6 separate regions of the Sus scrofa genome follow, and all the other regions are linked to region 1. Evidence: chromatin contacts called from public HiChIP or PLAC-seq and promoter capture Hi-C data. All regions are on one chromosome and are shown on one strand. Each heading gives the region's core, a stretch centred on a gene start, on an enhancer-like site or on the middle of the called end of the contact. The rest is flanking DNA. Distances are from core to core; before and after follow the strand shown.

Region 1 (3,801 bases), core at 544-3,043:
TGCTAAAGAGGTGGCTCTTGGCCAGGGCCTTCGACAGCTTCTGAATGGGGCAGTCTCTCTAGGAAGACTCACCTTGGGGTGGTGAATGTTAGAGTTAGACCTTTGCGCCAGTCCAACCTCTGGGAGGATCTGGCAAGGGCCTTGAGACTGAGCCCAATCATAGTCACAGTGGCCAGTGAGTCCATCAACCACACCTATGTAATGAAGTCCAGTAAAAAAAGACCAGGGCTGAAGAGAGCTTTTGGCTGGAGAACACACATGGATGTGTTGGGAGGACCCATGCCAACTCCACAGGCAGTGTGAGCTCAGTGCTCCCTCCTAGACCTCACCTTGTATCCTTTATGATAAAGCTGGAATCCTAAGAATAGTGCTTTCCTGGGTTCTGTGAATGGTTCTAGAGAATTATAAAATTTGAGGAGGTGGGAACCCCCTTTTTTTTTTGGCTTCACCCATGATATGTGGAAGTTCCTGGGCTAGAGGTCAAGTCCAAGCTACAGCAGTGGCCCAAGCCACTAACTACAGTGTCGACATCAGAGCCTTAACCCACAATAACAAAAGGGAACTCCAGGGACCCCTGATTTCATAGCCAGAAGTGTGAATGGGGTGGGGTCCTCACTTGGGAGCTGGCTAATGAAGTAAAGACAGTTCTGTGGGAGACTGAGCCCTTGAACTTAAAGTGTCTGATGTCAGCTCCTGGGGGTTATGGTCAGAATTGAATTGATCAAAGTATACTCAGTTGGGCATGAGACGATAAATGATTGTGACCTAAAACAAATGAACTGCCAGTTATTTCTCCAGCAGAGGTGGGTTTATTCGGAATCATCAAAGAATTGCAATTCAAGGTTGGCTACCAAGGCAAACCAGGTACAAGTACCCACATGGCAAAGAAAGGAACTGCTTTTACAGAAAGGAAGAGGAAGTTGGAAGAGCTGTAGTAAACAGCACGTGGCTTTTCATTGGCTGAGTCCTTCCCAGGAAAGAAGAGGAATCTCTTCCTATTGGGCTCTGCTATCTTCACAGGGCGGGAGAGCTGCCTGGCCCGCTCTGGTTTCCCAACTTTTTTGGGGGTGGGGGGTCACGCCCACACATGCATAAGTTCTAAGGCCAAGGATTGAACCTGTACCATAGCAGTGACAACACTGGATCTTTCACCTGCTGAGCCACCAGAGAACTTTCCAATTCTATTAAAGTAAGATTTCTTGCATTCCCATCCTGGCTCAGTGGGTAACCAACCAACTATATCTATGAGGACATGGGTTCAATCCCTGGCCTCGACTAGTGGGTTAAGGATCTGGCATTGTTGTGAGCTGTGATGTAGGTCACCAACACAGCTCGGATCCCACATTGCTGTGTCTGTGGTGTAGGCTGGCACCTTGGCTTAAGCATTAAAAATAATGTAAAGAGTGGGGGGGAAAATGTAATGCATACATATAAGGATCACCTGACCCCCTTGCTGTACAGTGGGAAAATAAAAAAATTAAATTAAAAATAAAAAAAATTAAAAAAAAATAATGTAAAGAGCTTCCCACCCCTTGGCATATAGACGTTCCTAGGCCACCAGGGATCCTTAACCTACTGGGCCACAGGAAACTCCCATCACTGGATTTCTTAAGCTCTAGAATGGAGGAGACAGCTATCAATGGAAAATCAAGTGCTGGGGAGGGGCTCAGCATTGACATAAAAGGTTGAGATGTAAAGCTTGCATGGGTCTTGAAAAAAACATTTTTCCCACGTGGTGCAATGGTTACTCCAGCTTGTGTAAAGGATGGAAGTGAGACAACTGCTCCCAGCAGCTGGCTGCAGAAGGGGACAGGGGAGAGGACAGTGCTAATAGAAGATAAATAAAGCAGGTTGGGAAGGCCAGATTAGGATGGCTCCCTTATCCCATCCCCACAATTTAGGTTCTTTCCTCCAATGCTAGTAAATCTAGTCATTTTTTTCCAGCCAATAAACAACGAGGTCATCTTTATGCTCTAGGAAAAAATTTACTAAACCATTAAAAGACTCACTATTCTACTTAACATTCAGTGTTATACCGAAAGTAAGCCACGATAAGTTGGGTGAAACTTGGCTAAAGACCTGGAAAACAGCAAGTTCCCTACATAACAAACGACAAACTGATACACAAGAACGGACACAAAATGGAGGACAAGGCGGTAGAGAAAAGACTGCAAAAAACGCATGGGTGGAGCCTGACGTAATTGGAAGCGATTCTAAACTGAGACCCTTCCTCACTATTGGCTTGACGCTCATTCTTTTTCCTTTTCCATTGGCTACCAGCTCCTTCTGTGCGTTAAAACAGCCAATAGCCTAGCCCTGTGGGTAAAGCCCGCCCTCCATCCATGGGGGGAGGAGCCTGAAAAGCGTAGGAGGCCCCAGGCGCTTGCGCGGGCAGGCCCTCCACCGGTTAAAAGCGGATCCTTGCAGGAGGCGGTGTCGCAGTGTATGAATATTGATTACGCAGCGCCGCGCCGAACGCCCGCCCCTCTCGGCTTCCCGACGCTCGCGGCTCGCGCTAGGGCTCGCGATGGGGAAGAAGTCCCGGGCGGTACCCGGCCGTAGGCCCATCCTGCAGCTCTCTCCGCCGGGTCCCCGGAGCAGCACGCCTGGCCGGGACCCGGAGCCGGAACCCGACACCGAGCCGGACACGACGGCTGCGGCGACCAGCCAGCCAGCCCCGGCGGCGGTGGCGGCGGCAACGCCGCAGACGACGACCGTGGTGACTACCGCCGCGGCCCCGGACGACTCGCCTTCGGAAGGTAAGCGTGCACGAGGGCCCTTAGGTGGAACGTCGGAAACTCGAGCTCGGAGCTTGGGGCCTAGGCCTCTCGAGCAGGTCCCTGAGGAGGAAGAGAAACCCGGGCTGGTGGCGTTTGTATCTGAGGCCTGCCGCACGGGGCCTGTGGGGAGGACGGCTGTGGGCCCCTAGGCGGCGGAAGGGTCGGCAGAGCAGTGTGCGCCCGGCCGGAGCCGACCCAGAGGCGCCATTTCTGGTGCAGGGCTTGGCCCGGCCACCCAGTCTGCTCAACGTCTGCTCTCGGTTTTGCATAACTTACCGGGTAAATATGAGAGTATGCGTTTCCGCGTCCCAGGCTTGGTGACGGTGGAACCTGCCCTTTCCCTACATGTCATGTTACTTTTCCTTTCCTTTTTGTTGGAAGTGGGAGAGACCTTTTAGAAGTGAGCGAACCATCCTTATGCCAGCCAAAGCATAAGTAATCGCCAGCTGTCGGGTTTCCTCCATATTTTTGGAGAAGTGGAGCTTGTGAGTTCCCAACTACTTGTGTTTATCTGCGTTAAGAGTAACCGGACAATACTACTATCGGGGCCGGACAATACTACTATCGGCCCCTTCCACTTCGGCTGTTAAAAAAAAAATAAAATCATATTGGGGAACTCATGCGAAAAAAAAAGCTCTAGTTATGCCTATTGTGAAAGCCCTATGGTAGCCGCGAGAAGAGTGTGTGTCTGTGTGTTTGGACGTTGGATTATTTCAGATGTAATTTTTATGTACAGTGTTCAGATTCTTAATGTTTAAGTCACTCGGCAAATGGAAGATTCTAGCTATCCTTGTTTCTCGTCTCCAGTCTCCCATTTATTTGTGTCAGTGATAGATTATAGCCATCCTGTTTTTAAACTGGTGAAATCTAGATTTGAAAGATCAAATCAAAGATTGTTTTGTCACCTGCAGTGTTTTCTTTGACCCATCGTTTGACTATAGTTTTTTTTGTTCGTTTTTTAAAATCTAGATGAACAGGAAGTGGTGGTGGAGGTGCCCAGAGTTGTTCAAAATCCTCCCAA
Region 2 (3,959 bases), core at 258-2,757, 420 kb after region 1:
ATTCTAGCCACTAATGATAGGATGGATTTTTAGCCTCCGTTCTATCTCAACAGCTACTGCCTTTAGTTATTCAAACTGCAGAGATAAGGCTTTTCTTCCCATTCGCTCCCCTCTTCACAAAGACTCTAAATCCTCTTAACACTACCTATACTCACACTGTCTTCACATCCACCCAGACTCAGACTCCGCCTCTTGCCTCAACCATATTTACTAACGGGCAGCCCCTCATTCCCAGCTCCTATATTCCAAAGGCATCAAGCTCAAGACTCATACCTATCCGCTGAAGTCCTACACAATTACCACCCAACACCATCCACACGCAGATTTAGAATCCACAGACCTTTAAGCTATCTTGTCTTTTCAGCTTACAAATGGCCATGTTAACCAGCCCTTTGGATTCGTCCCTCATTTTGGCAGGATGTCACAGTAAAACCACAAGAACCAGAGAGTGATAGGACATCTGCTGACGTGAGCACAATAAGAGGCTCTCTCCCCTCCTCCTCCCCAGGCAGTGACCTTGCAAGCGCATCAGCACAGACTGGTCCAACGTGGGGAAGAATGAGAGCAAGGAGGCAGCAATAGGCAGGGTTGGGGAAGTAGGGAAGGCAGGGAAAGAAGGATGAGTCTAAAGATGCACGAGGATGGGGAGACAATCAGTTTCAGGAAAGACTGAACGGGGTCTCCACTCCCCAACAAGCCAATTTTGAAACACCAAATTAAAAAAAAAAAAAAAGAAAATTTAAGAAGCCAAAGTGTTTATTCAAATTCTAACCAAAAATGGGGAACGCGCGCGCGCACACACACACACTCACGCACAGACACAGACACACGTACACACGCGCGCCATGTGTTTAGCCCCCGGACAGGACAGCTCTGCCCGCCCCCTCACCTGCTGGACAGTTCTCCCCCGCACCCGCCCCGGAACCAGGGCCGCCCGCCAGCCTCGCAGGAATCTAGCCCCGCAGCCGCAAGCTGCGCCCAGGTTCGCAGCTGGAACCCCTTTGGCCCCCACCCCTTGTCCTACCCCCTTCCTACAGACCGCTGCTCTCTCTCGAGACCCCACGCCCCCTCACACAACCTTGGGGGCTCCTTAGAGTCCCCTTCCCACTAAAGCCCCTGTTTCCTCTCATAGTCTGTATCCCCCGGGGAGCCCCACCCCAAACACCCTTCCAGGCCCCCAGTGGCCCAGACCTTCCTACCTCTGGAGCCTCTGAAGACCGGCCAGGTTCGGCCGCACGACTCTCTGCAGCCAAGCGTCAGTCGCTCGCCGGCGCGGACGCCGCTCAGAGCGCGCGCCAGTTCCGCGTCCTCACCGGGAAGGGGGGTGGGGGGGCGCCTACCACTCCGACCCGGTGAAGGAGGGGGAGCCGAGGGGGGCCGGGGGCCGTACCATTCCCCCCGGGGAGGACAGGGCTGCACCAAGCCGAGGGCTGAAGGGTGGAGCCGACCTCAGGAGAAAGGCGGCTACGCACACACCTATCCGTGTGGGAGTGGGAACGCGATGGGGAGCGTTGGGCCAGCCCAGCGCCTTTACGTGCCAAGGGGAGGACCCACAGGAACACTTTTTCTTTAGGTTACTAAAACAGATTTTAATTCGGCATGGTAATGGAGTCCATTTCGAGGAAATGTGGATTAATCTGGAAGAGACTTCTCAAGATAAGCTGCCCCTGAGACTTTCTAACCGTCCCTCTTACCTGACTTCCCTCCCCCCGCTCGCGCTTTGGAGGTGCCCAGCCTCCCGGGCTGGCAAGCCGGCGGCCTCGGCAGTGGAACCTACCAATTCAGGGGCGGCGGGGGGACCTGATGCCGGAAGGCGCAGGCCGCGGTTTCACCTACACCGGGACGCTCCACGGGAGGGGGCGTGAGCGGTGCCGCGGTGCCCGCTGGGAAATGGAGTCCAGCCCTTTGGAGACGCTAACCCTGAAACCGGTCAGCCTACCCCTGGCCTCAGGGGACCTTTCTTCCTGTCCCAAGGGTCTGCGGGCCAAGAGGAAGGATTGCTCTTTTTCAGCTGTCAACGGGAAAACCAAGGTATTATACCCGCGGGCATGAACACAGGTGCACGACTGAGGCGTTAGGTCGGAAAATCCCACACCCCCTTCCCACAGGAAGACAACCGATCCCACCTGGATCACTGAACGGGAAGGGGGCATCTAAGCCTCAACATTTCATTGACCCTTATGGCTCAATGGGGCTAGTAAAAGGAGGTCCCCGCTCACTGCCAAGGCTGTCACTTGTGACTTGTCTCCCTCCTCGGAATCTGGAAGCAGCTCCTTAAAGGACACAGCCTTCCCTCCTCTGTTGCCGGGCCCCCACTCCCAATCCAGAAATGGGTTTCTCTCATCCTGTATTAATTTCGATCTTCCTGTACACCCAGTGCCAGTCCTATCAGTGAGGCAGCCCTGAGGCATTTACGGCCAAGCCGCAGGCTAACAGTGGAGAATTCTTCTTGGGGCCCCGTGGGGAAAACAGGAAGTGGTAGAGGCAGGATGGGCAGGGCCCTGGCCAACCTTGTGCAAAGTGGCCCCCAGGTTCATCCATTTGGCAGGGTCAGTACCGTCTTCACATGGGAGCACTGTTTCAGCAGAATCCCCAGGACCCAGCAGCCACAAAATTCCCAACCCTTTGACTCTTTTAATGCCACGTGAGGATGTCCTTTGCCCAGCCCTCAGGAATGTCTGCCCTTCTCAGTCACGCCTCAGCCATCTACCCCAAAAAACAGAAGACACGGTGTGGGGGAAGAACAGTCACTCGTGCACATCCCAGATCTCAGAGAGCAGCGGGGGAAGCTTTTTATCCTGCAGGCGCAGTGCAAACACTTGCTCTGAGTGGACGCTGCTCAGTGTCCGGAGGCTCACCAGTTTCATTAGCATCCGTGGGAACATCAGTCGGTCCTGGGGAAGAAGAGGGACAAGTGCAGCCTTTGTCTCTCCCCAAGGAAGGGGGGCAAGGTGGGGAGTTGTGGGAGAGGTAGAGAATTGTCTGTGCACGATGTAGTCAGGGAGGGATTCTTGGAGGGAAAGTAGGTGTGTCAGGGGCTGAGCCTGTAGAGGAAGAAAGGGGGCACAGTGGGGAGACTCACATGGGGGTGGTGGATGGAGACGTAGGCATGCAGGGCCTCCACATATGTATGTTGCAGCCTCTCTACCTGGAGCTGGTCCTGCACGTTGGGCCGGTCTATAGGTCACCAACAGAGTTGAGTAGCAGGTCTGGCCAGGGTCTTCCTTCCATACCCCAAATCACAACCAAAATATAGGAACGCACCCCACCCAACCTCTCCCATCCCAAGGTAGCACAGCAAGAGCCTCCACCCCCATGATTCCTGCCCTATGGGGACGGCAGCCCTCTTCCGTGTGAATCTCTTGCTTGGTTTCCCTCCTGCCCCTCCTCCGCACCTGCAGAGAAGATGCTGATGGCAATGAGCAGGGCAAACTCAGCATCATTTAGTTGCAGCTCATTCATGGCTCTGGAGAACTCGAAGATAGGGTTGATGAACTCCACCTGCAGCCCTGGGGAGGCAGAAGAGAGGCTGGGGTGTGTGGCATGGGCAGCACTGCTCAACTGAGGAAACTGCTAAGAACTCAGAAGTCTCCAAGGGAGTTCCTGTTGTTGCTTAGTGGAAATGGACCTGACTAGTATCCATGAGGATGTGGGTTCCATCCCTGGCCTTGCTCAGGGGGTTGGCAATCCAGCGGTGCCGTGAGCTATGGTGTAGGCTGCAGACAAGGCTTGGATCCCGAGTTGCTGTGGCTGTGGTGCAGACTGGCAGCAGTAGCTCTTATTTGACCCCGAGCCTGGGAACATCTATATGCCACAGGTGCAGCCCTAAAAAAAGAGAAGCCTCCAGGGCTCAGGTGTGTAACCTTGAGTAGGTTTCTTAACCTCTCTAAACTTCACCTGTGAGATGGACTCATACCTGAACTTATAAAACTGTTGTGATAGTTACATGATAAAGCATA
Region 3 (4,027 bases), core at 430-2,929, 480 kb after region 1:
GATATTTTAGTCTGGAACTGCCCCAAACTGTTGCCACTAGAGAGAATCACCATGATCAGTTTGGTGTGTATTCTCTGAATATTTTGAGTGTTCTGCAACTTTGCTTTTTTTTATTCAATAGTGTCTTGGGGATCTTCATATAAGAAAACAACTTGAGAGTTCTTGTTGTGGTTCAGCGGAAATGAATCTGACGAGCATCCATGAGGACAAAGGTTCCATCCCTGGCCTTGCTCAGTGGGTTAAGGATCCTGTGTTGCTGTGAGCTGTGTTGTAGGTTGCAGACGTGTCTCGGATCCTGTGCTGCTGTGGCTATGGTGTAGGCCAGCCACTACAGCTCCAATTCGACCCCTAGCCTGGGAACCTCCATATGTCTCGGGTGAGCCCTTAAAAGCCAAAAATACCCCCCCAACCCTCCACATCTCTATCTACACTGTGCTTTAAATGTTGCAGAGCAACCCACAGCATGAGTGAACTTTAGGATTATTCAACCATTGCCCTCTTGATTGACATCTGTTTGCAGTTTTTCCCTTATTGCAAAAAAATACTATACACAAATTTCCCTGTACCTTTTTCTGCACTTGTACATGTTTGTCTAGGGTAGATACCAAAAAGTGGAATTGCTGGGTCACCAAGTCATAAGCTAACACCTCTGGGGCTTGGCACACCCTAGTGCTCCCGCCTAGAATGCCTCTGCACATGACTCATTCCTGTTCATCAAGACCAGTCAAGTGTCATCACTCAGTGAAAGGTGGTCTCTTCTGCTTCTGTTTTCCCATAGTACTTCCTGTCCATATTATCTCATTATCATAAACTTATGGCTCTGCCTTATTGGTCTTTGTATTCCCAACACCCAGCATACGGCTAAGCATAAAGCCAAAATTCAAATGTTTTCTTGACTGGATGAATGAAGGCATAAATAAATAATGAAGGTACTGTGGTTAGGACATTCCAGAAAGTCAAGGTGAGTCTGTGAGTGTTGTGAACTTGGGCTTTGGACCAATCTGCCGCCTGGTGCCCTGAGCCAAGCTGCGTCTCTGGGTTTCTGTCCGCTTAGTCTCTGACCTCGGGCATCTCATCTTAAACTCTGTTCAAGTTGTGTACCTCACGGTGGAGCCCTGTGAATGTGTAGGGGCTCTGGCCACAGAGCACAGACATATGAGCCCTGGGGCAGCACTGGCAGGGGTTGGCTTTCCAAGGTTAGCTCTGTCTCCTTTCACCCTTGAAGCAGCTTAGTATCCCTGGGTTTTGGTTTATTTTTTCTCCCTGCAGTACTTTAGAGGCAATTAAGATCAGCTGCAACATTTCTGCTTGCTGCCTCCAGATCTGAACCCAGGGGAAGCCAGATGTTTTCCACTAGCATTCCCTCTTGTGGTCTGATGAACAGCCCTGTTTTCTGAGTCTCTCTGTGACCTAGCTTCCTCAGATCCCAAAGCCTGGCTTGCAGCCTTTATTTTTAATAGGGTTTTAATAGGTGGCTCCTGTAATTAACTTCATTCTTGTGTTTTCACACTTTCTGTCCAGGTGCCTAGAGGCCCCCAGGCACTAGGTGGGATGTTAACTGATTTTGAATAATACAGAACCTTATGGCTGTCATTAGCTATTACCTCAGCTCCTCTGATTTGCAGTTAGTTGTTTTACAATCATTAATTAGCTGGGGCACATGCCCATTTGGGAGGTCAGCCCAGTCACCCGTCATGTTTCACAGAGGTAGAAACAGATATGGAGGAAAAAGGACTTGTCCAAGTCCCAACAGAGAGAGTGGGTGTTGAAACTTGTTTCAGAAGCTACGTTCTGCTGCGTACACACCCTGTGAGCGCCAAGGCAAGGATCCACTACTCAGGTACGATTGCGCAGCTGTCTCAGGTGCCCAGCTGACGATTGCACCCTCCCACAAGGACTGCGGAGAAGTCAGCCCTCAGCAGCTAAAATTACCACCTGAAATTACTCCCATTCATTCTCTTTAGGCCCCCTTTCCATTTTATGAGCAGATTTATCTGCCCAAAGAACGCGAACGTGATTCCTCCGGGATTTAGAAACTACATAATTTTGCTATTTTTAAAGCTGCCGTTTGAAAATCTGTGCTCTCATACTCACACTCCTCAAGGAGTGGGGGCGGGGGTGGGGCTGCAGCGGGTGGGGACGAAGAGTACGTGCTGCGGGGAGAACAGCATGGCTCTTGGCCTCCCAGAGCGCCGCTCTGTCCTCTGGGGAGGCGCTCCTCAGAGCACGCGGGAGGGTTTGCAACCCCCAGCAACTTGGGCCGCTCGGACTCCCGGAGCGGCCCAGGCGTCGGATTCCGGCGACCTGCGCCCCCTTTCTGCTGCCAGACGGAGGGCAGCGCCGCGGGTCCCCCAGCCCTAGAGGGAGCGGGAAGGGAGAGGCGGTCGAGCAGGTGGCGGTTAGGTCAGCCTCGGAACATTCTTGGACCGCTCCAGTGGATATAAATAACCGACGGATAGGCTCCGAAATGTCTCGGGGTGGGGGGCAAGGGGGTGAGGAAGAAGGGATTTATTCAGTGTGGGGGGTGGTATCGGGGCATTCTGGAAAGATCTACCAAACCTTTGGTAGCTGACAAAGGGGATGGAAGGGCGAAGGGGTTTAAGAATGAATCGTAATTGGGTTGTGATGATCGTTGTGGTGAACTATAAATGTAATAAGATTCATTGAGTTAAAAAAAAAAGAATCGTGATACACTATCTGGGAATAACGCGGAGGGGGAGGAGCTCAAGCCTTTCTGCCCCACCCCCACCGAAGTCAGACCTAGTCCTCAGAATGGGCCCCCAGACTGGCAAGGAGGGCTGTGCAAGGAAGGGGTCTTTGGAGTCCCGGACCTGCCTGACTACAGCTCTGAGGTCTCTGAGCCTCACTTTCTGCATCTATTCAACGGGAGCCCTAATGCTTGCAAGAGGATGGTTATGAGCCTCGTCGGAGCTAATTTCTAACTAAGAAAGCTGTGCTCAGCAAAAAGAGTAAGGCAGTGTAGCCCCAGACCTCCCTCCAAAGGGAGCCGGTGCAGGCCCCATCCCTTCCCGCTTCCACTGGTCTCCCAGGCTCTGAGGAGGCCTGGGAGGGGCAAAGCCGAAATCTGACTCCCTATAGCGCCGAGGCACCACCCAGGAGAGTCGGCCCTCATTCGGGACCCAAGACCCCAAGGCCCGCGCCCCTGGAGCCGCGATGCAGGCAGCTCCTGCGCCCCCGCCGCTAGCCGGTGGGGTTGGGGCAGCAGAGCCGAGGAGAGGGCGGGGCCGGGGGCTGGGCTTCCCGGGGGAGGGCCCGGCGCACTCCGGGAGGCGGTGGCCCCGGCCTGGGAGCCGCAGGACTCGGGCAGGAGCGTGGCCAGACCCCCACCCGCCGAGGCGCCCAGGGAGGACGCGGTGAGTGCTGCCCGGGCGGGGACCGTGGGGAGGCGGCGGCAGGAGCTGCTGCTCGAGCCCGCCCTCTCCTCCTCCCGCTCCGAAAGTTTGCAATGGGACCGACTCCCGCCGGGGGAGCCCCCGGCCGCCGCGCCCTGCGGGAAGACTGCAAGAGCTGCCGCTGAGCCGACAGGGTGCCTCATCTGCGGCGCAGCGCACCCGACAATTTCCCAGACCTGCCAGGGGGAGGGAGGCGTCGGGGTTGGCAGGCCACACCATCTCCTGGGGTCCCTAAAAGCCCCCAAATCGCCCTGGGACCCCAGGAGGGACCTTGATCCCTAGAGACCCCTCGTTCTTTGCAAAGAGCTCAAATTCCTGGGGCCGCTGTCCCTGGCCACCATCTGGAGTACACGGCGGCGCCGGCCAAGGCAGGGTGCGCCCCCTCCGCTGAGCGGTGACCGGCTGGCTCCACCCCCGCCGAGGCCAAGTTCAACAAGTTTGGCCAATTAGTCCTGGAGTCTCCATGGCTAGGCCTGGCCCGACCGCTCCGCGTGGGTTCCTTGGGCTGCGAGTTGTGCGGCGCCGGCCGCCAGAGAGGCTGGTGGAAGGGTGCCGTCCATGAGGGTTGGGGCCAGAGACCGGCAGCCCTTGGGCTGGGTGGTTTGGTGTGAGGG
Region 4 (3,943 bases), core at 424-2,923, 350 kb after region 1:
CATTTACTAAGGATCCTTTCCAATGCTGGACACTGGGGACATGAGGACAGATGACACATTGTACCTGACCAGGATTTAGAGCCTGTGGATGGAAGAGTCCTCAGTTGTTCTTAGGCAAATAAATCATTAAAAAGCCCTCTGCAACGAATAAATTTTTTTTAGATGCCTCCATGAGCCTTAAGCTTATAAGCTGTAGGCTATGACCCTAGTGATGATTATAATAATAATAATGGCAACAACACTGGATTTTTTGGCCATTTTATTACATGTCATCCCTGAGGAGTGGTATCTAATAGCATCCCATTTTATAAACTGAAAAACTGAGGCTCTTAGAGGTCAAATAGTTTGTCCTAGTTCACACCACGAGTAAGGGGTGGGCTGGATCCCATCCCACGTGGGCTGCTACGTCATTGTAATGTGAGAAGCTTCACGTGTCTGCGAGAGGGTAACCCGTAGCTCGTAGCTCGGTCAGGAGCAGGAATTAAGCCCCAGAGCTCTTGTCAGCTGCAGTGTCCTCATGGGATCCTTGCCAGCAGGACCCTGGTACAAGCGAACCTCTCGAGTGTACCCTTGTGTCTGGTCCCTCTGGCTTAGAGCCTATGGCAGGGGAGAGACAGAAAAAGATGATCAGGGAAACCTGTAAGCTCTTGCTTCCAACAGTAGCAAGAAGAGGCAGCCAACAGTGTGGGACTGAGGAACTTTGCTCAGCAGCCTGCAGACCTCAGAGAACCCAGATTCTGGGGCCATTCCTGTTGGGACAGATTACCCCCCCCAACACACACTCTACCTCCTCGCCCCAAGGGCTTGGGCTGGGGAAGCCCATCCGCAACACCCCCTATGCAGGGCTCCTAGCCCCGAGCGAGGGAAATGGGCTCAGTTCCCTTTTAAAGAAGGCCCAGGAGCATGAGATGCATTTTCTGGTTTTGTTTGTGTTTTTGTTTGTTTGTTTTTGGCTGCACCCCTGGCATGAAGTTCCCGTGCCAGGGATTGAACCCGAGCAAAAGCAGTGACAACGTTGGATCCTTAACTAGGTGAGCCACATGGGAACTCCATGAGATGCCTTTTAAATGTGGTTAAAATGGCAGAAAAGAATGATTTCAGTGTTGAAAAGGCGAGTAGGTTTTGACCACATGGACAACGCTTGTGTATAGAATTCCTTCCCCCTGATGACGGGGGACAAATGAACTTCCCCGGTATTGGGTCTTGCTTGCAGTGGGTCACACGTAATTTCCTTCTTTCTGGGTAGCAACTGACATTCGTGATGTGACCTGGAGGTGGGTGTAGGGGCAGTCACGGGGCAGAAGGTCACAGAGAAATAGTGATTCAGGGCAGCCAGGATGCAGGGCAGCCCAGCCCAGGGTTTGTGCACATAACCGCTACCTGGCAAGGATGCGTTTGACCCATCAGCCTCAGACTTAAGGGCCCTGCACACTCCCACCACATGATTTACCTGTCAGAAGACGTACAGACAGGGCATGGAGTACCCCTGAAGTTCAGGGAGGATTGGGGGACAGAAGCTGTGATAGTGGGCTGATGGGGGAGGGGCCAGGGGCCAGCCAGGCACAATGGGGCCCCACATTCTCCTGGAGAGCCCTTGATCTCTGGAATTTGTCTATATTTAGCAGGTGGCTGGGCAGGGTGCAGATAAGGAGGGCCTGGGGAGGGGGCAGCCCCTTATATAGTAGGGGGACGGGTGCCTGCTCAGATTCTCTTTGGGGAGCCTGTGCCTGCTCGGTTCCTGGTGACCTCTCCGAGATGCCTGAGCCAGGGAAGAAACCAGGTAGCCCCAGGCCTGGGTTGGGGCTGAGTGTGGGGCAGGGAGGGCTGGGGGCATCTGCAATTGGGGGGGGCCTAGGAGCAAGTTCCTGAGGGGGATGAGGCCTCTGAGCCCCAGGACAGGGGGAACTGTCCTCCTGGGCCTTTTTTTTTTTTTTTCTTTTTTTAGGGCTGCATTCACAGCATTATGGAGGTTCCCAGGCCAGGGGTCAAATCGGAGCTGCAGCTGCCAGCCTAAACCATAGCTCATGGCAACGCCAGATCCTTAACCCACTGAGCGAGGCCAAGGATCGAACTCACATCCTTATGGATATTTGTCAGGTTCGTAACCAGCTGAGCCACAACGGGAACTCCATCCTGGGCCTTTTGCGATTCTTAGTTTCTCCTTTCCATCCTTCTGATGAAAGTAAACCAGAGTCAGGAGTACAGAGGGGAAGAGAGTCAGGGCAGAAAGCCCCAAGGGCAGTTGCTCTACTCTCAGGACGCAGGGAGACCCCTTCTCTGCCTCCATCCCATCCCTGCAGCAAAATTAGGCCTGGACTTGCCGTTTGGGAAAAAGTTGCTGCAGGAGGGCCCCCAGGATGACTCTAGACTTGAGCCAGAGTTCCCGTCATGGCGCAGTGGTTAACAAATCCGACTAGGAACCATGAGGTTGAGGGTTCGGTCCCTGCCCTTGCTCAGTGGGTTAACGATCCGGCGTTGCCGTGAGCTGTGGTGTAGGTTGCAGACGCGGCTCGGATCCCGTGTTGCTGTGGCTCTGGCGTAGGCTGGTGGCTACAGCTCCGATTCGACCCCTAGCCTGGGAACCTCCATATGCCGCGGGAGCGGCCCAAAGAAATAGCAAAAAAAAAAAAAAGGCATTCCCATTGTGGCTCAGCAGGTTAAGAAGCCAACTAGTATCCACGAGGATGCAGGTTCAAGGCCTGGCCTCGCTCAGTGGTTAAGGATCCAGTATTGCCGAAAGCTGTGGTATAGGTCACGGATGTGGCTCAGATCTGGCACCGCTGTGGTTGTGATGCAGGCCTGCAACTGCAGCTACAACTCAACCCCTAGCCCGGGAACTTCCATATGCCACAGGTTCAGCCCCAAAAAGAAAAAGAAAGTCTCAAATTAGACTTGAGCCAGTCTCACTCAACACTCTTAGACAAGTCCCTCCCCTCTGGGTCCCAGTTTCCCTATCTATACAACAAGGGGTTGGGTTGCCTCCTTCCAGCTTTGAAAGTCTTTGCTTTCTGACCCTGCACCCTTGTGGCCCCCACACCAGACATGGCCCCCCCACGCAGCCCCTCTGCTCTGGGAGAGGATGGTTAGGAAGCCCCTGAACCCCAGCCAAGGGCAGAGAAAGTCACAGCCCAGAGTTCTTACCAAGGTTGTCCTGGTCAGGGTCAGCTCCCCAGCCCAGCCCCCTCCCAGGCCAGCTTTATCTCAGTTGCTGATTCTCAGCCTGAGGCCCTTAGAGGCCAAATTTAGCCATGTCCCTTGCCAAGGGCCCCTGTTGGTGGGGGAAGGGGGGTTGGGCTTCCACAGGCTGGGAGGGTGATGTATCCAGGGATATACCCAGCAAAATTTGTGTGTGGAGGTTAGACCACAAGCTTGGCTGTGCCGCCTATAGGCTGTGTGATCTTGGGTAGGTCACTTAACTTCTCTGAACCTTGGAGTCCTCATCTGAGAAATGGGCATGATAGCTGCTCCTACTTCATATAGCCGCTGGAGTATTAAATGGGGTGATGTGATTTTCAGCATATTTCATCATTAAAGCACTTATCTCCATGTTTAATAAGAGGGGCTTCAGGGGTGGGGTGCATAGGCAAGCCAGGGGCCCCTGCAGACTCTGCTGGCCCCCCAGTCTCTGCCTTCAGCAAGAAGCCACGGTCAGTGGAGGTGGCTGCTGGCAGTCCTGCTGTGTTCGAGGCCGAGACTGAACGGGCAGGAGTGAAGGTTCGCTGGCAGCGGGCAGGCAGTGACATCAGCCCCAGTGACAAGTACGGCCTGGCAGTCGAGGGCACACGGCACACACTGACTGTGCGGGATGTGGGCCCTGCCGACCAGGGGTCTTACGCAGTCATCGCCGGCTCCTCCAAGGTCAAGTTTGACCTCAAGGTCTTAGAAGCAGGTAAGACCCTGGGCAGCCTTCCCTGAAGTTGAGCTTCTGGGGGCAGGGGCAACC
Region 5 (3,792 bases), core at 592-3,091, 440 kb after region 1:
TCACCGAATTCCTTTTTGCCATGTGCCTGCTGACTTTAATCACATTTCTTAACCTGTGCCAATTAAAATGGGCCTACACAGTGCACAATCGGCTGCTTAATAAATGACTTCAGGGATCAGATGAACCCACTCCTACTTCCAGCCAAGAACTTGGAAAGCAACAGTGGCCCAGCCCTGGTGGGGGGTGAGCCATCCCTCCCCTCTGGGCCTCTGAATCCTTGGGTTTGCCTACAGGAGGGGATGCTACAGCACTGGGAGCTGGGCCGGGCTCTGCGACAGCGATACCTTGGCTTTCTGAACACCTCCTACCACCGGCAAGAGGTAAGGCTGTGATCTTGACAGGTAAGGAAAACGGGGCCTGCTGTTCTCACCCTCTGCCCTCAGGAGACTAAGGGTGAGGCTGGGCACGCTCGCCTCCCTCCAGGCATTTCTGGTTACAGCTACAGGACAAGACACCCAAGGGGTGTCTGGAACAAAACCCCAGAGGCTGAGTTGCTCCTGCTTGGCTTGGGAATTGGCAAAACGGATCAAGCATCCAAGCTCAGATTTAAGGGTCTAGCAAAGTAGTTTCTGACTCTGAAATAGCTCAAGCTTTCAAGACATTTTTGGAGTACCTGTTATGGGCCAGGCACTATGCTAGCACTGCATATAATGGTGTGCCATACAAACTTGATCTTTGTCTCTAGATGTTGTATTGTCTCCTTGAGGGCCAGCTCTTGCCTGATCTTGCCCTTCCTTACAGCTTCTTCCTCTCTCTTCACAAATAATTATTTCTGTTCCATATCTTATTTCCTCTCCTGGTCTCTAAGCCAGTTATAAAAGGGGAGATAGTTTCTGCCCTCAAGGACCTGGGCCTAGATAGGGTGACAGGTGGTGTAATAAAACCAGGCACACAGACGGACCCAAGAGCCTTGTTAACTAAGCACTTTGGACTGGGAGGGGCATCTGACCTAAAGCCATTCTCACAGGAGTTTTTCACAGACTGGGGACAGCAAACCCCCCAGCTGCATTTTGGGCCCTGGCTGTAAAGAGGGATGGGGAAAGCCAGAGGGGGGAGAGGGCCAGATGCACGGAGGATTTCATTTGGTAGGTGTCCACCAAGAACCGGTCCTCCCCTGGGACCCCATGGAGGGGCCAGAGCTCCCCCACCCACTCGTGAGACTCGTGTTGTCATCTCTGCAGGTTTATGTTCGAAGCACAGACTTTGACCGGACTCTCATGAGTGCTGAGGCCAACTTGGCTGGACTCTTCCCCCCTAATGGGATGCAGCGCTTTAATCCAAACATCTCTTGGCAGCCTATTCCTGTCCATACTGTGCCTGTTACCGAGGACAGAGTAAGACTGGCCAGCCCTTCCCTGGAGGCGGTGAGGGGGGCAGCTCTGGCCATTGGGCTGCTGATCCCCGACTCTTTCTCTGCCTCTGCTTCCCCCTTTGGTCTGCAGCTGCTGAAGTTCCCGTTGGGCCCATGTCCCCGTTTTGAGCAGCTGCAGAACGAGACCCGGCGGACACCAGAGTATCAGAATGAGAGTATTCAGAATGCAGTGAGTGGGGCCGAGGTGGAGGTCACCACACATTGTCCTTTCCCCCAGGGCAGGACTGATCCCTGATCCCTTTCTCATAGCAATTTCTGGAAATGGTGGCCAACGAGACAGGGCTTACGGACCTGACACTGGAGACCGTCTGGAATGTCTATGACACACTCTTCTGTGAGGTGAGCTGGCTCAGGGTCCCCGGTATGACTGTCCTCCTCTCACACCTCAGCAGGCCTAGGTGACCAGGCCATGTGCAACCGTGCCTGGACCCCATTCCTACCCGGGAGGTCCAGGCAAGCCGCCTCTTGTGAAACAAGGGAACTTCCCTCATGGGTGAAAAAGAACCTCAGAGTGGGAAATAGTTTATCGATCGTCAGCAGTTCCTGCTTCTCTCCACCCCGAGCTCTCGTGGTATCTGACTCCGTTCTGCTGAGTCACACTTTTGGTGCCCGAGCCTCCTTTCCTGTGCCCTGCGGCCTCATCACTGTCCACCATGTCTCCTGGTCGCAAACCTCTGCCTCTCCTCTCCCTGCACACACCCACACACACACAGGAAGAGAACGGCTCCCGGGAGAGGCTCTGGCCTGGGTGAGGAGCTAACCTGCCCGCTGCCACATACAGCAGACACACGGGCTGGTCCTGCCTCCCTGGGCCTCACCCCAAACCATGCAGCGTCTGAGCCGGCTAAAGGACTTCAGCTTCCGCTTCCTCTTCGGGATCTACGAGCAGGCAGAGAAGGCCCGGCTGCAGGGGGGTGAGTGACAACAGCAGCATGTCACTCCCCTGTCAGATCCCTACAGCATTAGGAATCCGCTCTTGGGGGCCTCTCACATGCTACCTGAAGTGTTCTCTGCTCTTCAGAACTAGGCCCCCCTAGTCATCCCCTTAGTCATCGGTGTCCCCAGCTGTCTAGATGCCTAGCACGTTTGTCCTGTGTGAGTGAGCACGGTTGGGTGTGTGCTGCTTTTCTGCCATTCACATTCTTTTAAGTTTCACCATGTCAGAAAGCCCTCCCTCCCCTCCAATGAATCCCTTCCTCCAGATGACCACAAGGGCCCACTTTGAAAGAGGCTGACAGTCATACACAGGCCAGTTTCCTGACGTGAGCACCCCAAGGGAGTGCCAGCTGACGAACCTTTGCGACATCTCAGTTTTCAGAGCCTGCACATGACAGAGTTCCCCTGGCCTGGAGCCACCATCTTGTGTGTTCTGAAGCAATCTTGAGTTTATATTTATTCCCACCTGGAGTAATTCTTCAAACATGGGCAGGGCTTCGTAACTCATTTATAAATAAGTGGCGGGTTTCTGCATCGGTGTTGAAACACAGATAGCTAGCTTGAGCTTGCTTTCTCCTACACATGTGAAAGTTCTTAGAGAGCAGGTGCCGTAGAGTTCCTGTGTAGTTCCCATGAGCCTGGAGTTCTCTGTGGTGATCAGAGCCAGGACTCGCAGAGGGTGAGAGAACGGCAGATAGGTCTGGTGAGAAGATGGTGACGGCTATAGCCACTGACACTGGGGACTTCTGTCCTTCAGGAGTCCTGCTGGCCCAGATACGGAAGAACCTGACCCTGATGGCAACCACCTCCCAGCTCCCCAAGCTGCTGGTCTACTCAGCGGTAAGCTCCCACAGCCCGCGGTGTGCGGATGTCAGGCCAAGAGCTGGGTCTCGTCCCTCTTCAGTGCCTGGGGGTGTGGGGGGCTGTGCTGATGGGGAGCCCTTCTCCCTTACAGCATGACACCACCCTGGTTGCCCTGCAAATGGCACTGGATGTCTACAACGGTGAACAAGCTCCCTATGCGGCCTGCCACATATTTGAACTGTACCAGGAAGATAATGGGTGAGTGGAGCTGCTGCTCTGCCCTCAGGCAGGGAGCTCCCGTGACTGATGGCTGTGGACAGCCTGAGGCGCTGCTGTCAGCCTAGCGAGCAGCTCCCATCTTGTCTCCTATGAACCTTCAGGAATTTCTCAGTGGAGATGTACTTTCGGAATGAGAGTGACAAGGCCCCCTGGCCGCTGATCCTGCCCGGCTGCCCTCACCGCTGCCCGCTGCAGGACTTCCTTCGCCTCACCGAGCCTGTCATACCCAAGGATTGGCAGCAGGAGTGCCAGCTGGCAAGTGGTCCTGCAGACACAGGTGAGCTGCTGCCTGCCTCCGTGCTGGCCATGTCCTAGAATAACTTCCCACTCATACCTGTAGGTCTTGAGAGCGCTGACGCACTTCAGCCATGCTACCGCGGGTCCCCACAGTTCCCTTCGC
Region 6 (3,935 bases), core at 1,220-3,719, 310 kb after region 1:
TCTCCACAGTAACACCTATGAGGTAGCTACTACTACTATCCCCATTTTTTTTTTTCTTTTAAGGTTGGGCATTTGGAGTTTCCCGTGGCTCAATGGGATCAGCATATGCTTGCTTGGGAGCACTGGGACACAGGTTTGATGCCGCGCCCAGCACAGTGAGTTAAAGATCCAGTGTTGCGGCTCAGATCTGATTCCTGAGGGTGGCCAAAAAACCACAAAACAAACAAACAAACAAACAAAAAATAAGGTTGGGCGCTTGAGGCAGAGTGAAGTTAAGAAACTTGCCCAATGCCACCCAACCCTTAGATGCAGAGCCAAGATCTGAACCCATGCAGCCTGGCATCCATACTTCCAGCCTCGCCTCTTGCTTCTCGGTGAATGTTGGCCGACTTTCACTGTTTCAGAATAAACCAGTGCACAAACAAATGGACAAATGAGCACAGCTCACTGGACCCAGGTGAGGAATTATGCTCTGTCCCCACCCTTACTTCAGACACACTGTGACTCGGGACACGGGACCCGGCTCTCCCAGAAAGAGCAGCAGCATGTTTCCCATGCTGCCGGCTGCCCCTGGGAGCCAGAGGAGGGTCACTCACCTTCCGAGCGCAGCGTGGTCCCCATCTCCAAGGGAATGACGAGCAACGGAAAGACCCCGCTGAGCCCCACCAAAAGTGAGCCCAGGAGGGAGCAGATCCAGGTGTCCAGCCTCTCTCCGCTCAGCAGGGCCCCCCAGGACTCACTTTCCTTACTGTCCAGGCGACAGGCCGCTGCCACCCCCTGGCTCCGGAGGGCCTGTTGGGATCCCCCAGCCCCTCCCAGGAGCTCCAGGGCAAGAGCAGTGAGCAAGAGGAGCCTTTGTCCTGCCATGCCACAGCCAGGGCAGGGACATCCAGGCATGCCACGTGCTGAAAAACACAAAGGCCACTTACGTGAGCTGCCACCCTTGGCCGCACACCTGCTTAGGAAACGTGGCATCTTAACCCTCCCCCCACTCCCAGAGGCCTTGGCACCGGCCCTCCTGCCTGCCTCCCCCTGGGGCCTCTGAGGACCCGAATGATGGGTGCATGGAGCAAAGCGGCTCTGCCCCTCCTCACCTCACTCCCAAGGACCACACATTTTTTCCTTGGGAGCCACTTCCAGACTGTGTGTCAGCCTGTCCGCCTGAGGCTAAACTTTCCTTAATGACAGGGTGAGGCGCTGGCTAGGTTCCCCTCAGCCACTGGCAGGCCTGGCCCAGCTGGATGTCTGGCTGCCAGGGGAGGCTTTGGGCCGGGATGTCCTCCAGTGAAGCACCCCCAGGGACAGAGGCCGGCACCACCTAGCTTGGTGGGGCAATAGGAGGAGTGCAGGTGGGGAAACCAACCAGCTGATCTAGATTAGGATCATTAGGGCTTCTTCCTAGGAAATGGGCCAAACAGGAGGTGGGACTGAAGACAGAGGCTCCTTCAGTTAGGAGCTGCCTCACAGATGTATAGAGCACAGGCTTTGAAGACCTGCCCTTGACTTTGTGCTCTGAGCTTATAGCTGCTGGTTGGGGGTAAATCCCTGAAGACTCTCTCTGAGCCTCAGTCTCCTTCTCTGTAGGATGGAGAGAATTTGCCTCCCTCACACAAATGAGATGAGCTTGCTAAACAGGTGAGCATGCCTGGCATGGATCAGGCACAGAAAGCCCTCCTTATGCTGCTGGGACCCAGGAGCAGTGGACACCTGGAGTGCACCCAGCGGATGGATCACAGGACCTGGATGTGAGTCAACCAAGAGGGAAGTACAAATCTGGAAACTCAGGCATGAGGTTTAAATGTGGTCTTCCCTGCCTCATGCTGGCTGTGACCTTGAGCCAGTGATGGCCGTGCCTCAGTTTTCCGCATTTGCTGATGGAGTTGGGAAGGGGGCGGGGGCGGGGGCGGGGGCGGAAAGCAGCTGTTAAAGATGCTCCAGTCTAGGCTCTCCAGGCCTTAAATCCGCAGGGCTCCACTGGGGACCAAAAAGCAGGACTGAGCCAGGCCTGACTTGGAGGCGGCGGCGGGTCACTTAAAGGTTAGAGGACCACAAGTTTGGAACAGAAGAGAGGGTACCGAGGGAGTCAGCAAGCGGAGAGAAAGGAGAAAGCAAGGAGCGGGAGAGTCAGGAGTGGAGAGCTGGAGAGTGGGAGATGGATGCGGAAGGGGAGAGAGAGGGAGAGATGAGGAGCGACGCGTGGGGAGCCGGGAGAAGAGCCCAAGGAAGTTGAATTCCCGGGCTCTGGGCAAGAGGCCCAGGTCTGATCTAGACAAGCCGGGCCGAAGTCAACGGGATGGGCAGGGTTTGTCCCGCCTGGGGCATGGGCCCTGAGGGTCGGGCGGTCACTCACCTTGCGGCGGCAGCGGCGGCGCTACGGGCGGCCCCGGCCATCCAGCTGCGGAGCCCCGCCCCGCCCCGGGTCTGCCCCGCCCGGCCCGGCCACCCGGCCCCCGGCCCGGAGCCGCCCCCCGCGCGCGGCCACGTCACACGGGACCTGTCCGGAACCCGACGCGCCGCGCGCCGCGGGGTAGTGGGGGAGCGGCCGTCGGAGCGCGCTTCCGCCTCGCGGCCATGGGGGACCCGGGCGGCTGGCGCACTTCCGCTCCGGCCGGACCGGGCACAGCGGGGAGGGTCGAGCGGAAGTGGGAGCCCGCTGGACACCGCACTCGGTCGGGCTAGGCAGGGCGTAGGCGGCGGCCTTCTAGGGACCACGAGCGGCCGGGTGGCTGGGCTTGAGGGCCTGGCCGCCGCTTCCTCTCTCGGGTGGCAGTCCCGGCCGCGGCCGCACGGGGGCGCGCTCGGCTTCTAGACTGTGCCGTTCCGAGCCGGGGCCGGGGCCGGTGCTGGGGCTTGGGGCCGGGGTCGGGGTGGGAGGATGGCTGCGGCACTCCTTCTCTGAGTCAGCCTGGTCTGGCTCCTCCATGAGCAAGGGAAAGGGGAAGTGTCTGCCGCAGGGAGGGGCCTAGCCTCGGGAACCTCAGAAGAGGGAATTTTATTCTTACTCATCGAATTATTTTTATGCTTTGGTTTTTCACTGGGAACCTCAGGCCTTTGTCTCCAGGGCTTGTAACCCTTTGGAGTCCAATGCACGGTGGCTTGACACTGCTGCTGGTAACTCCAAACCTGGGGGAGCAAGAGCTCTGTGCTTCCCTCACCTCAGATTAAGGCAGCAAACAATAGCATTATTATTATAACCGCAGTTTATTGCTGAACACCTGCCATTTACTCTGCTTGCATTGTCTTAAAGAACCCTCAGCCTAGCCCATTGAGGTGGGGTAGTTAGCCCAGGGTCACACAATAGCACGGATGACAGAGCCACAATTGAAACCTGAATATTCCTGAACCCAGGGCATGTGACAGCAGCTCTCATTTCTAGAGTCTTAGGAATCTGGCTTGGCATTTCCACTTTGCATCCTTCTCTGGGAATCAGCCAGGACCACCTATACTCAGGAACGGGCCCTTGGGTACTCATTTGGACAGAGATTGTGACAGGGTGGGAGTCTCTAAGCCTCTGACCCTCATCTGCCTCCTAGGGTACTTCCTTCATCCATCCTGTGTCACTTTCCCTTACTGGGGGCTCTGAGGGCACAAGTGTCATATGCTACACCAGTTGCCCTGTTCCACCTCACACTCCAACGCTGCCTTTCTTAGACCCCAATCCTACCAAGAAGGATCAGCTTTCCTCTGAAAGCCCCCTGTCTGCTTCCCCCTCAAGGCCCACAGTTCTGCCGGGACACCCTCCTCTTCCCCCGCCTAAGTTCTGAAGTGGAAACCCTAGGTTGATTACTTTGCAGAGGGAGGAGGAGGAGGACACTCAGGGATGCTGCTCTGGGATCTCTAAGATGCCCCCCATATATGCAAATCACTCCATCATATGCAAAGCACTTCACAATATACAAATGATTTCACAATAACATAGTCAGCATTCCCGCCTC

The links. Promoter capture Hi-C pulls out the DNA fragments that hold promoters and counts their contacts. HiChIP or PLAC-seq counts read pairs in DNA pulled down with a chosen protein or histone mark.
Region 2: an H3K27ac HiChIP or PLAC-seq map of alveolar macrophages shows a contact between it and region 1. The contact joins the promoter of MADD here to the promoter of FNBP4 in region 1. A contact is called at or near these places in 1 of 5 promoter capture datasets (fetal liver) and 2 of 2 datasets of contacts at active chromatin or transcription factors (alveolar macrophages and skeletal muscle).
Region 3: an H3K27ac HiChIP or PLAC-seq map of skeletal muscle shows a contact between it and region 1. The contact joins the promoter of PACSIN3 here to the promoter of FNBP4 in region 1. A contact is called at or near these places in 2 of 47 Hi-C or Micro-C datasets (heart right ventricle and skeletal muscle) and 2 of 2 datasets of contacts at active chromatin or transcription factors (alveolar macrophages and skeletal muscle).
Region 4: a promoter capture Hi-C map of fetal liver shows a contact between it and region 1, with 3 times the contacts expected there. The contact joins the promoter of MYBPC3 here to the promoter of FNBP4 in region 1. A contact is called at or near these places in 2 of 5 promoter capture datasets (fetal liver and fetal skeletal muscle) and 2 of 2 datasets of contacts at active chromatin or transcription factors (alveolar macrophages and skeletal muscle).
Region 5: a contact with region 1 is called in an H3K27ac HiChIP or PLAC-seq map of alveolar macrophages. The contact joins the promoter of NR1H3 here to the promoter of FNBP4 in region 1. A contact is called at or near these places in 2 of 5 promoter capture datasets (fetal liver and liver) and 1 of 2 datasets of contacts at active chromatin or transcription factors (alveolar macrophages).
Region 6: a contact with region 1 is called in an H3K27ac HiChIP or PLAC-seq map of alveolar macrophages. The contact joins the promoter of SLC39A13 here to the promoter of FNBP4 in region 1. A contact is called at or near these places in 1 of 47 Hi-C or Micro-C datasets (embryonic fibroblasts) and 1 of 2 datasets of contacts at active chromatin or transcription factors (alveolar macrophages).

The regions. Positions count from the first base shown.
Region 1 is chr2:14,893,740-14,897,540 of Sscrofa11.1, forward strand. FNBP4 (formin-binding protein 4) reads left to right here and starts at 1,794. Exons shown (of 17, transcript XM_021083063.1): 1 at 1,794-2,759; 2 at 3,750-3,801. The coding sequence starts at 2,528.
Region 2 is chr2:15,313,715-15,317,673 of Sscrofa11.1, forward strand. It overlaps MADD (MAP kinase-activating death domain protein), which reads right to left and starts at 1,508. Exons shown (of 36, transcript XM_021085175.1): 1 at 1,200-1,508. NR1H3 (nuclear receptor subfamily 1 group H member 3) reads right to left here. Exons shown (of 10, transcript NM_001101814.1): 8 at 3,396-3,509; 9 at 3,083-3,177; 10 at 2,615-2,894. The coding sequence ends at 2,748.
Region 3 is chr2:15,378,618-15,382,644 of Sscrofa11.1, forward strand. PACSIN3 (protein kinase C and casein kinase substrate in neurons protein 3) reads left to right here and starts at 1,680. Exons shown (of 10, transcript XM_021085228.1): 1 at 1,680-1,840.
Region 4 is chr2:15,246,006-15,249,948 of Sscrofa11.1, forward strand. MYBPC3 (myosin-binding protein C, cardiac-type) reads left to right here and starts at 1,674. Exons shown (of 34, transcript XM_021085219.1): 1 at 1,674-1,780; 2 at 3,623-3,889. The coding sequence starts at 1,756.
Region 5 is chr2:15,334,944-15,338,735 of Sscrofa11.1, forward strand. It overlaps NR1H3 (nuclear receptor subfamily 1 group H member 3), which reads right to left and starts at 1,842. Exons shown (of 10, transcript NM_001101814.1): 1 at 1,665-1,842. It overlaps ACP2 (acid phosphatase 2, lysosomal), which reads left to right. Exons shown (of 11, transcript NM_001244740.1): 3 at 235-321; 4 at 1,183-1,335; 5 at 1,444-1,542; 6 at 1,623-1,712; 7 at 2,155-2,287; 8 at 3,067-3,149; 9 at 3,265-3,371; 10 at 3,494-3,669.
Region 6 is chr2:15,200,467-15,204,401 of Sscrofa11.1, forward strand. It overlaps SLC39A13 (zinc transporter ZIP13), which reads right to left and starts at 2,470. Exons shown (of 10, transcript XM_003122808.6): 1 at 2,351-2,470; 2 at 597-905. The coding sequence starts at 897.